Linked DNA regions of Sus scrofa: region 2 is linked to region 1. Evidence: chromatin contacts called from public promoter capture Hi-C data. All regions are on one chromosome and are shown on one strand. The core of a region is the stretch at or near the end of the contact, and the rest is flanking DNA. Distances in the headings are between cores, read along the strand shown.

Region 1 (4,514 bases), core at 1,333-3,832:
CCCCCCCTCCACTTTGATTAGCAGCTTCAAAGAGCTCCCTTTAAAGTTTACCCCCATCCCCGCCCCTACCTCCCCTTTTACGGGGCCACCACTCCCCCATCACTCCTAGACTTCTGGACCACAACAGAATACTTATTCAAGTTTAAAAGTAATGTAAGGGGGGAAATCTTCAGGCCTCCTTCTGAATGTGGGTCTTAGAAATTACCTGTTTCAGGCTTGCACAGGAGTAGGAGAACCGTGGAGTTTGGCTTTTTTCCTTTTTTCTTTCTTTTTTTTCTTTTTTCTTTTTTTTTTTTTTTGGTTTGTGTGTGTGTGTGTGTGTGTGTGTGTGTGTGTTTTACCTTTTATTATTTAAATTGATACGTTTCATTACTAGGGAGAAAAATAAAATATTCCTTTGATACACAAAATCAAATTGATATTTAGCCTCTGCTTACTTTTTTATGCATGGCTCCTTTATACCACATGGTAGTGACAGATTGTTTGAGCTGGAAGGAAAAGCCATTCAAAGCTAATTAAGCAGCCATTCCAAGCACTATTTGCAAGCGGGAGGCTCAGAAGCCTCGGCATTTGTCAGCGCTCCCCCACCCCGCGTGGTTTTGACTGACAGCCGCGGTCGCGGACTGACAGCGCCTTGCAGTTGAACCAATCAGTAACAGAGAGTCCCATTAGCTGTCTGTGATTGGCCTTCCTGTCCTTGCTCGGGGGCGGGGTTGGCGGCACCCACGTGGGGGCAGGAGCGAGAAAGGGGCGGGGCGGGTAGGAAGAGGGTGCGCCCACCGGTGACGTAAGGGGGAGGGCAGAGAAGGGGGAGGGGAAAAGGAAGCTCCAAAGAGGAGCCATTTTGTGTCTAATGAATGCTGCGGCCAGATGCTCGCATCTGTCGAGCCGGGCTTCTCCCCACCCCCCTCTTCGGTGCGTGCCTCACACGATTTATGTTTTTATTTAGGAAAATAAATAAATGAAGAGAGGAGTGCGGTTCGGGGCTGGCGGCCGGAGCGGGCGCAGGGAGGTTCAACTCCAAGGCGGGCGCTCACGTGTAACTCCCAACGCACCGGCCTCCGAGCGCCCGCTTGTTCTCAGCTCCTCATTAAGATGCAAAAGCGAACTCCAGCTCCTAATGAGGGGAAAATATAGATCCGGGGCCAACCGCGGGCCCCGGGGTTCGTGCAGGTCCGCGGAGATACTTGGGAAGGGGGGTACCTAGGGCCCACCTGGGCCCGTCCACTCGGCGGTGCCCGTGGGATCTGGGGCGCGGCCACTCCAGCCTTCCAGCCGCTTGAGGCCCATGTCCCCACGGCCCGTCTGCCCTGATGTAACCCCGAGTGCAGGCGATCGAGGCTATCTGTTTGCGGGCAAACTGGACCCAGAGTCGAGTGTGCAACCGCGCGGGGAGTCCCGGAGGCGCGGCGGCGGGGGTGGGAAGAGGAGCGCACGGGGGCGGATGAGAGTCTGCACCTCCCAGGGCGTCAAGGCTGGCGGCCGAGACACCTACGGGCTTGCACGCGCGCCCCTCCACAGGCTTCCGCCGACGCGAAGACCCTGCCGGGAGCAAGCTGAGAAATCCGGGACGGAACTCGGAGCTCCCGGGCCGCGGTGGGGCCAGCAGCCACGGCATTCCCGATTCCGCTTCCCCGGCCCCGACGCTCAATGAACAGCTGCGGCGAGGGCGTAGCCGTCTCCACCAGGAAGGAGCCCCGAGTGGGGATAGCGCGGGAGGACCCGAGTGTCCGCGGGCAGTCGGGCCTTTCCATCTGCTCTGCCCGCCAAAGGAGAGTTCCTTAGGCTTCTCCCCGCGGGCAGCCGCCGCACATCAAAGACGCTGTTTATTTGGCTTTCTGAAAAGGACGAATGAACAAAGAAGAAAAGCTGGGGGCCTGGGGTGGGGGGAGTAGGAGGGCAGGAGAAGGGGAAAAGAAAGGGACACCCTCAGTTCCGAGCAAAATTTTTTTAAGGTGGCAGGCAACTTCGGGAGCCACCATTTTATCGGTCCTAAATCTTGTGAAGTGAAAACATTAAAGTGACAAAGTGATTCTGTTTGTTTTATAGTATCTAATTGGGCTGCTTTGCAGACCTAATGAGATTAGAGGGAGGAATCCTTCGCCGCCTCTGCAGAATAAACTGATACATTACTACCAGCCACAGGTTTTGAGGACTGTACAGTTTGTCTTTTTTTTCTTTTGTTGTTATTCTTCTGTCTTCTCTCTTTCCCCTCCCGCCAAATAATTATTTGCTAGTAGATCGTGGGAAAAAAGAGCGGGGGGGGGGGAAATCCTTAGCAGCCCAGTACTATAATATATATCTATTTATTATATGTCTTTCGGTTAATTCCTGATCTGAGGAGCGCTGTTTTTCACTCCCCTGCGAAAGTCACCAGCGGGTAGGGCCTGATTGCTACTTTTCATGCATAGTTTTAGACACAAGAGGGCATTGTGACGTCGCGCCCGGCGGCGCCCAGTCGCAGGCCGAGTCCGACAGCCCCACGTGGGGACCCCGCGCTCCCATTGGTTAGCGGCTGGCGAAGCTGCCACATTATTTTGTTACTTTTCAGTCCCTATTTGGAACTGCTCTCGCGGCAGTTCAGACCTCGTGCTCGTCCCCCTCGCTTGTCTGTGTGTGGTATCCGCAGGTCCGGGGCACTTTTTTTTGGTGTGTGTGTGTGTGTGTGTGCGCGCGCGCGCGCGCGCGCGTCTGGGGGGATTGTCGGGGAGCGGAGAGGAGAGCCGGGCCGAGGGGAAGGAAGGAAGCCGCAGAGGTCCCCGGTCTCGGGCTGCGTCTCCCCTCCAGCGCTCTCCTGCTTGCGCGCTCGGAGGCGGCGGCGGCGGCGGCGGCGCCAAGCGCTCCTCGCTGGGGACCCGGCCCTCGAGCTGGGAGCAGCGAGGACCCTTTTGCGGCGGTTTCCTGTGCCTGCTGGAGTTAGGATGCCAGGGCGGTTGATTCCCACCTCCTGAGCGCGGAGTTTCCTCCTCGGCCCTGGGAAGGGCTCGCAGCGGCGGCGGCGACAGAAGCAGACTGAACAGCAGGCTCTCCTCTCCAAGGGGGGGCGTCGAAGCGCCCGCGCCGGGCTCCCGCCCTCACCCTCCGGCGCTCCTGCGGCCCAAGCCGCCACCTCGGTGCTTGCCTTCTTCCTCTTCTCGCGGAGAGCTGCCCCTGGGATCGGACCTGAACGCCCTGGATGCTCGGACTGCCCCGGCGCGTCCCCCTCCCGGCGCGACGCGCTGAGTGATCCGGAGGGCGCCCGCGCTTGCCCCAGGAGGGGCCCCGGACCTCGGGACCCCGCGCCGGACCCTCCGGGGTGACGACGATGTCCGCGCAGTCTCCGGCTCTGACGCGCTCCAGGCAGTGGGGGGAAGGCGGCCGGCTTCAGTCAGCCGAACCCTAGGTGCACAAAGCCCAAGCCCACCGCCCGGCCTCGGTGCCCGCCGACGACTTTGCCGCCTGCTTCTCGGCTCTTTGTCTCCGCTTGGGGCGGGCGCCTGACTCTGGGATTTCGCTGCGAGAGCGGGCTGGGGGGGCCGGGGGCGAGCTCTCGGTTTCCCGGCCGCCCCCCGCTCGGTCTTGGCTCCCCCCTCCCCCGCACCTCCCCGACCCGAGCTCTCCGCGTTTCTACGCTCTCAGAATCACGACCCCTCCCTGCCATGTATCCGCAAGGCAGACATCCGGTGAGTAATTGCAACTTGGTTTATTTAAGCATCTATCATGGCAGGGTAAACGAGGCAGTTTATCTGGCACCTCCATTTTGCTTGTTGCTACCTTTATGGTGTGTGTGGGGTGTGTGTGTGTCTGTGCGTATGTGTGTGCGCGCGCGCGCGCTCGCACAAAGGGGATGGGATGGGGGGGCGCCGTTGCGAGAGGAGGTTAATTCCGCTCGATTGGCGGGGGGGTTGGGGGGGGCTGCCAGTGTTCCCGGGGAACTGTTTGTTTTCACGCTGTCCTCCGCCCCCTCGCCTAAGTCTTCCAACTCACTCAGCCTGTCTCCCCCACCTGGGTCTTACTTGGGAAGGGGTGCCCCTTCTAAAAAGGAATGGGAGCCCCGCGGCCAATAGGGAGAGATCTCCCCCCCACGCCCCTTCGGAGAGCTGAGAAACTTGCTGGGAAGGTTCTGGGCCGTGAGGGTGGCCTCTCCGGTTGGGTGGGGGCGGGGGGAGACCAGAGGAAACCACCGAGGGGCCTGGACAGCTTGGTGCCCCGTCTGACGCCCCCGCCCCTCCCCTGTCTTGTCCTCGCCGGCTCCAGGCTCCCCATCAACCTGGGCAGCCGGGATTTAAATTCACAGTGGCTGAGTCTTGTGACAGGATCAAAGACGAATTCCAGTTCCTGCAAGCTCAATACCACAGGTAAGGTCGGTGGGGGCTGCCCCAGGGCTGGCGGGGCGGGGGAGTCCCCGCCGAAGCTCCTGTCACCCTCTCCTCTCGGGGACAGATCGGGCTCCAGACCCCGGGGCGGCGGGGCAGCCTGGGCCTCCGCCTTTTGTTTCCCCTTTCGGAGCGCGGCGCCTTAACCCCTTGGTGCGG
Region 2 (4,514 bases), core at 1,217-3,716, 330 kb before region 1:
TCACACAGGCTGGGTTAGTTCCCAAGGCGCACCCAGCTGGATTCAGACCCACTGGGGTGGCTCCCAGGGCCTGAGTGCTCCGGATGGGGACCCTAAACCTACTTGGGTAGTGAAAGGGCAGGAAGGGGATGGTTGTCTCTTGACCACCCACTATGTGCCTTGCCTGCTACACTCAGAATCCGAATCTCACCAAACGCTTCCAGGTGACCCGGTGCACAGCATCCTGGGCTCATGACCATCTTATAGAGGAGGGACCTGAGGCTTGGAGAAGGGATTTGTCCCAACGAGGCACAGCTGGCACACAAGGGGTCAGGACTCAGGTGAAGTTTGCTGTGGTCCCCGTGCTGGGCCCTTTCTTCCCAGAGCTGAGAGTCCCTGTAAGTGTCTTCAGCTGGGGTTTCCCCTTTCATCTGCTGTTCTGAGGAGCAAGCATTTCATTTTCACGGGGTGAGAGGAATAGGAAAGTCCTGTTTTTGTCTAGAGCAATTAGCAGTGAGCCAAGCAGAGGGCTGGCTGCACGAGCCTCCGAAGGCAAAGCAGACAGGCCTTCAGACCCTAGGCCACCACGGCGGCTCCTCCACAGAGGCGTGGCAGCCTGGCTTTGATGCTCCATGGAGGTTGGGAAAACGGGAGTTTCCAGGAGGGAAGACACCCACAGCAGGCCGCGCTGCCCACAAGCCAGGAGCGTGAAGAGTGCTCCAAGGGACTCAGGAGAAAGGACCCCAAGGTGGACAGAGTTCTCTGGGAACCATTGCTTGTCTCTAGAGCTCTCTGCAGGTCCCCGTCCAGGCGGGTTGGGCTGGGTCTGGGCTGAGGAGACAGGAAGTCATAGCCCCATCATCTGTCTGTCTGGGAGTATCTTGCTAGCCTGTGTCGGGTCCTGTCCCATGAGGAGCCTCAGGGCGGGGTGGTGTCTCCTGGGTGCACAGCAATGGATCCAGCTGTAGAAAATGCTTCTTGACACCCCTGGCCGCTCCAATTCACCAGGTGTGAAATACTCACTTCCTCTACCGTCCAGACAGAGCCAAACCAGCAAAGTTTGGTTGAAGCCAGTTCGGTCGGCCTTTGCCCCCACCTCCTTGCCCTGCCCATTTGCTCTGGGCAAGACTGGGGTTGGTACTGAGAGGCTGGTGCCAGTGCCCCTGGGGGTGAAACATCTTCTTGGGTCTGGACACTGAGGTCACCCCAAGGCATGGGAAGGGTCCTGAGGGTTTCATTCCTGAGCGGGAGGACTCTAAGTGGGCGTGGGAGTCAGTGGTGCGTAGCCAGGCCTGGGTGGGGAGTGGGTAATGATGCTGACCTGCAGCTCATCATCAACCCTCCCGTCTTCCTGCTCTGTGCAGAGCAGCCTGAGGCTTGCTGAGGGGATGTATTACCCTCCTCTGGGGGCTGTCTAAGGGGAAAGCTGGGTTCCCAAGACCCCCTTGAGGCTTTGGGGTCCAAGCCACTTTGCAGGGATCAAGCGCTTACTTGGGATCCAAGGTTGAAAGTGTGAGGGTGGAGGAGGAGAGAGCCTAGGCAGGGCCTCTGACATGAGAGGTGATGCAGAGGGCCTTCTACAGATGGTAGGACCCCAGGCCCCCAGCCCAGGAGCAAGCACCAGTCCTAGGATCACCCTCCATTGGAGGTGGTGGGCTGTGAATTACTGCCCAACAAGTTTCACCTTCCTTTCTTCCCATCCAAGTATCCATCCATCCATCCATCCACACTGAGGGTTTGCTACATGCCAGACTCTGACCTAGACTTTGGAAGTGATAGGTAAATGAAGACATGGTCCCTCTCCTCACAGACTAGAAGAGAGACTGACAAGAAAGGAAGTGGTTTTGATGGAGGGGGTGCAAAGTGGTTGGGCCCAGGCAAACTTGGTGGGAAGCCTGGGTGAGCCCCTCCCTGGGGGCCAAGGGAAGACTTCACAGCAGAGAGGGTATTTGACCAGGTTCCTGAAGGATCAGCCAGGCAGGAAGGAGAGGGAGGAACATTACAGGCAAAGGAACTAGCTTGTGCAAAGGCACTGGGGCATCTGCGAGCTGGATATGTGGTGTGTCTGGCAAACTGTCGAGGGGGATATCCATGTCAGTGGGGCAAGGAGGAGGAGATGGTGCTGGAAAGGTAGTCTGGTCCAGAAGGAGGCAGCCTTGAACACCGAGCTAAGGAATGAGGACATGTCCCGTGGCCGTGGAGCATTGGTGCGTGCCTGCCTCCATGGCTGGCTGTCCTTTGAGGGTGTCTGAACCACCTGGCCTTGCCCCTTGCTGGGGTCTCCATCCCTGTGCTGTCCCCCTGTCCTGCTACTGCCCAGGTTAGGGTGATGGCCACGCTGAGATGACAAGCATGTGAGGAGACCTATATGGCCGGGGGGCCTGAAGCCCTGAGACTTGGGTGGACTCCCAGCTTCTCAGGAAGGGCCGGCCTGAGCTCATCTCTACTCCGGTTGCACCTCCACCCCAGCTGAGAACAAGGGAGCTCTTCCAAGTGGATTCCTTGTCTCTGCTCCCAAGCAACCCCACTGGCACTTCCTTTGCCAGAGGGGAGCAGGTTTCAGGCCCGCCCTCCATCGTCACTGCTGCCCAACTTCTTGGCATGGTGCTGTGGCGCCTTGTTATCTCCTGCTTTGTGCTGTCACCTTTTATTACAAAACCTTCAGAAGTTCTTCGAATCGGCTTGCCGGTTATCGCGCTCCCCACAACCGCTTGCATGAGCCTCTGAGCCTCAACCGCAAGGCGACCACAGCACATCAGTGACTTCTGCTCTGAGCTGAGCCTGGGGCCCCTTTCCCTTGGCACCCCCAGCCCTGAGCTGGGCTCCCCATGCTTCTCTTTCTGTCTTTTTCTTCTGCTAAATCTTAGAAACTGAAGAGAAGCAGAGAAAGGCTTGAGTGAACCACTGAGGCCAGTCCATCAGGGAGATAAGCCCTGAGCAGGCCCCAGGGGCTTGGCTTAGAGGAAGGCCGGATGGGGGAGGGGAGGAAAGGGGGGCAGGGGGAGGGGCAGGATGTTCTGTCTGCTGAATCCACCTATTCTTCCCACAGAGCTCCCTCTGGCTTCCAGAAAGCAGCCTCAGCCAAGGAGCCTCTCAGGAGAGCAGGGAGTGAGGATGTGTGTGTGTGTGTGTGTGTGTGTGTGTGTGTGTGTGTGTGTCTGTCTGTGGAGAGAATGTGTGTGTGTCGGGGAGAGACAGAAACCCAGTATGACACAGAGGAGAATTTATGTGAGAGAGAAAATGAGACCATTAGTCTATATTTTCCTTCTCTTCCTCCTCTCACCCCTCTATTCCCAGTGACTGTCATAGGAGCTGCTTTATAGTAACTGCTTAGGACATGTTTTATTGAACAAATAGATAAATCAGGGCTGACATTCTACTACTTAGAGTAGGCCTGGCAAGGAGCATGTTAGGGGTTGAGGAATCCCTTGCCCCCTCTTTCCTCCAGGGTTTGCCCTATGAGGCTTATACACCTGGGCCACGGTTCTAAGCAGGCCCAGTCTCAGCCCCTTGTGGGCCGGGTGAGCACCTGTTTCCCCCACCACCACCACCTCCGAGCCACAGGAGTGAAGGACAGGGAGTTACACGGGGTAGCTCTGCCCCTGTTCCCCGGAGACCAAGCCCAGGACTGGTGGGCTCACCCTCAGATCATTAACTCCTCAGCTTCCTTCTCAGCTCCTTTCTAAGTGGGGAAGGAGGGGAAGCCTCCAGGAGCATGTGGGGGAGGGGCAGGAGGGGAGACGTTCCTTCTCACGTAACTTTATCTTTTGAACCCCAAGTGTTCCTCCTTCCATGTGGACCTCTGCTATTTTAGGAGAAATGAGTCCAATTAGATGAGTGTCTGTGATCCCCTCGTGGAGATAGAACAATGATGCTAACTGACAGCACTTTACAGTTGGCAAATCACTGTCATGGCCAGGATCCTGTGGGGGTGTCCCATCCACCTTGTGGAGTAGGTATCTCTTTCCTGTCCTACAGATGAGCAAAGGAGGGGCCTTGCTTAGGGCACCCCTATGCAAGCTGGGGAGCTGGGGACGAGGGAGCCGGGGAGCTGCACCCAGATTCCCAACCCAACCATGAACCGAGCCCTTGGGCCAAGAGGAGGAGGGGCCAGGAGGTTGAGGGCGGGACCAGGACCCGGGACTTTGGGGTTGAGCACAGCCACAGCCAGTTCAGCAGGAGTCTGGTTTTTGCTATTTTATATGTGCGCAGAAAAAGACATATGTTGGTTCACATACAATGTCAGGGGGCTCAGAGGTGCTCACCTGGGGTCAGAGAGGGAACCCAGAAAGGAAGAGGGGATAGTACTGAAGCCAGTGGGTAGCTCAGCCCTTCCCGGCCTCCAAGTAGAATTCTTGACTCACTGGGGGTGAAAGCAATTTCTAAAAAAAAGGGATTCCCCACCCTATCCCAAGCCCAGCACATAACGCGTGGCGTTTAGGAATGCTTGCTCTTTTAACAATTTGTTCTTAGCAACTGGAATGTGCCATGCAGTTTCTGACGATGAAGTCCCCAACAAATGTCTCAATGACGAC

Evidence for each region. Promoter capture Hi-C pulls out the DNA fragments that hold promoters and counts their contacts.
Region 2: a contact with region 1 is called in a promoter capture Hi-C map of fetal liver, with 2.1 times the contacts expected there. The contact joins the enhancer-like site here to the promoter of TLE3 in region 1. A contact is called at or near these places in 2 of 5 promoter capture datasets (fetal liver and liver), 6 of 47 Hi-C or Micro-C datasets (blood, mesenteric adipose tissue, omental adipose tissue and 3 more) and 2 of 2 datasets of contacts at active chromatin or transcription factors (alveolar macrophages and skeletal muscle).

Annotation. Positions count from the first base shown.
Region 1 is chr1:167,853,981-167,858,494 of Sscrofa11.1, reverse strand. It overlaps TLE3 (transducin-like enhancer protein 3), which reads left to right and starts at 2,582. Exons shown (of 20, transcript XM_021100790.1): 1 at 2,582-3,662; 2 at 4,237-4,337. The coding sequence starts at 3,639.
Region 2 is chr1:168,183,238-168,187,751 of Sscrofa11.1, reverse strand. The region is part of intron 2 of LOC110262000 (a long non-coding RNA gene); the gene reads left to right. Among named protein-coding and RNA genes, the nearest start is that of UACA, 270 kb to the left of the region's middle. Within about 2 kb of position 2,466, at least 12 of the 83 cell types and tissues checked have an H3K27ac peak or open chromatin away from gene starts, as enhancers often do. A contact at or near this core is called in fetal liver, where this site is marked.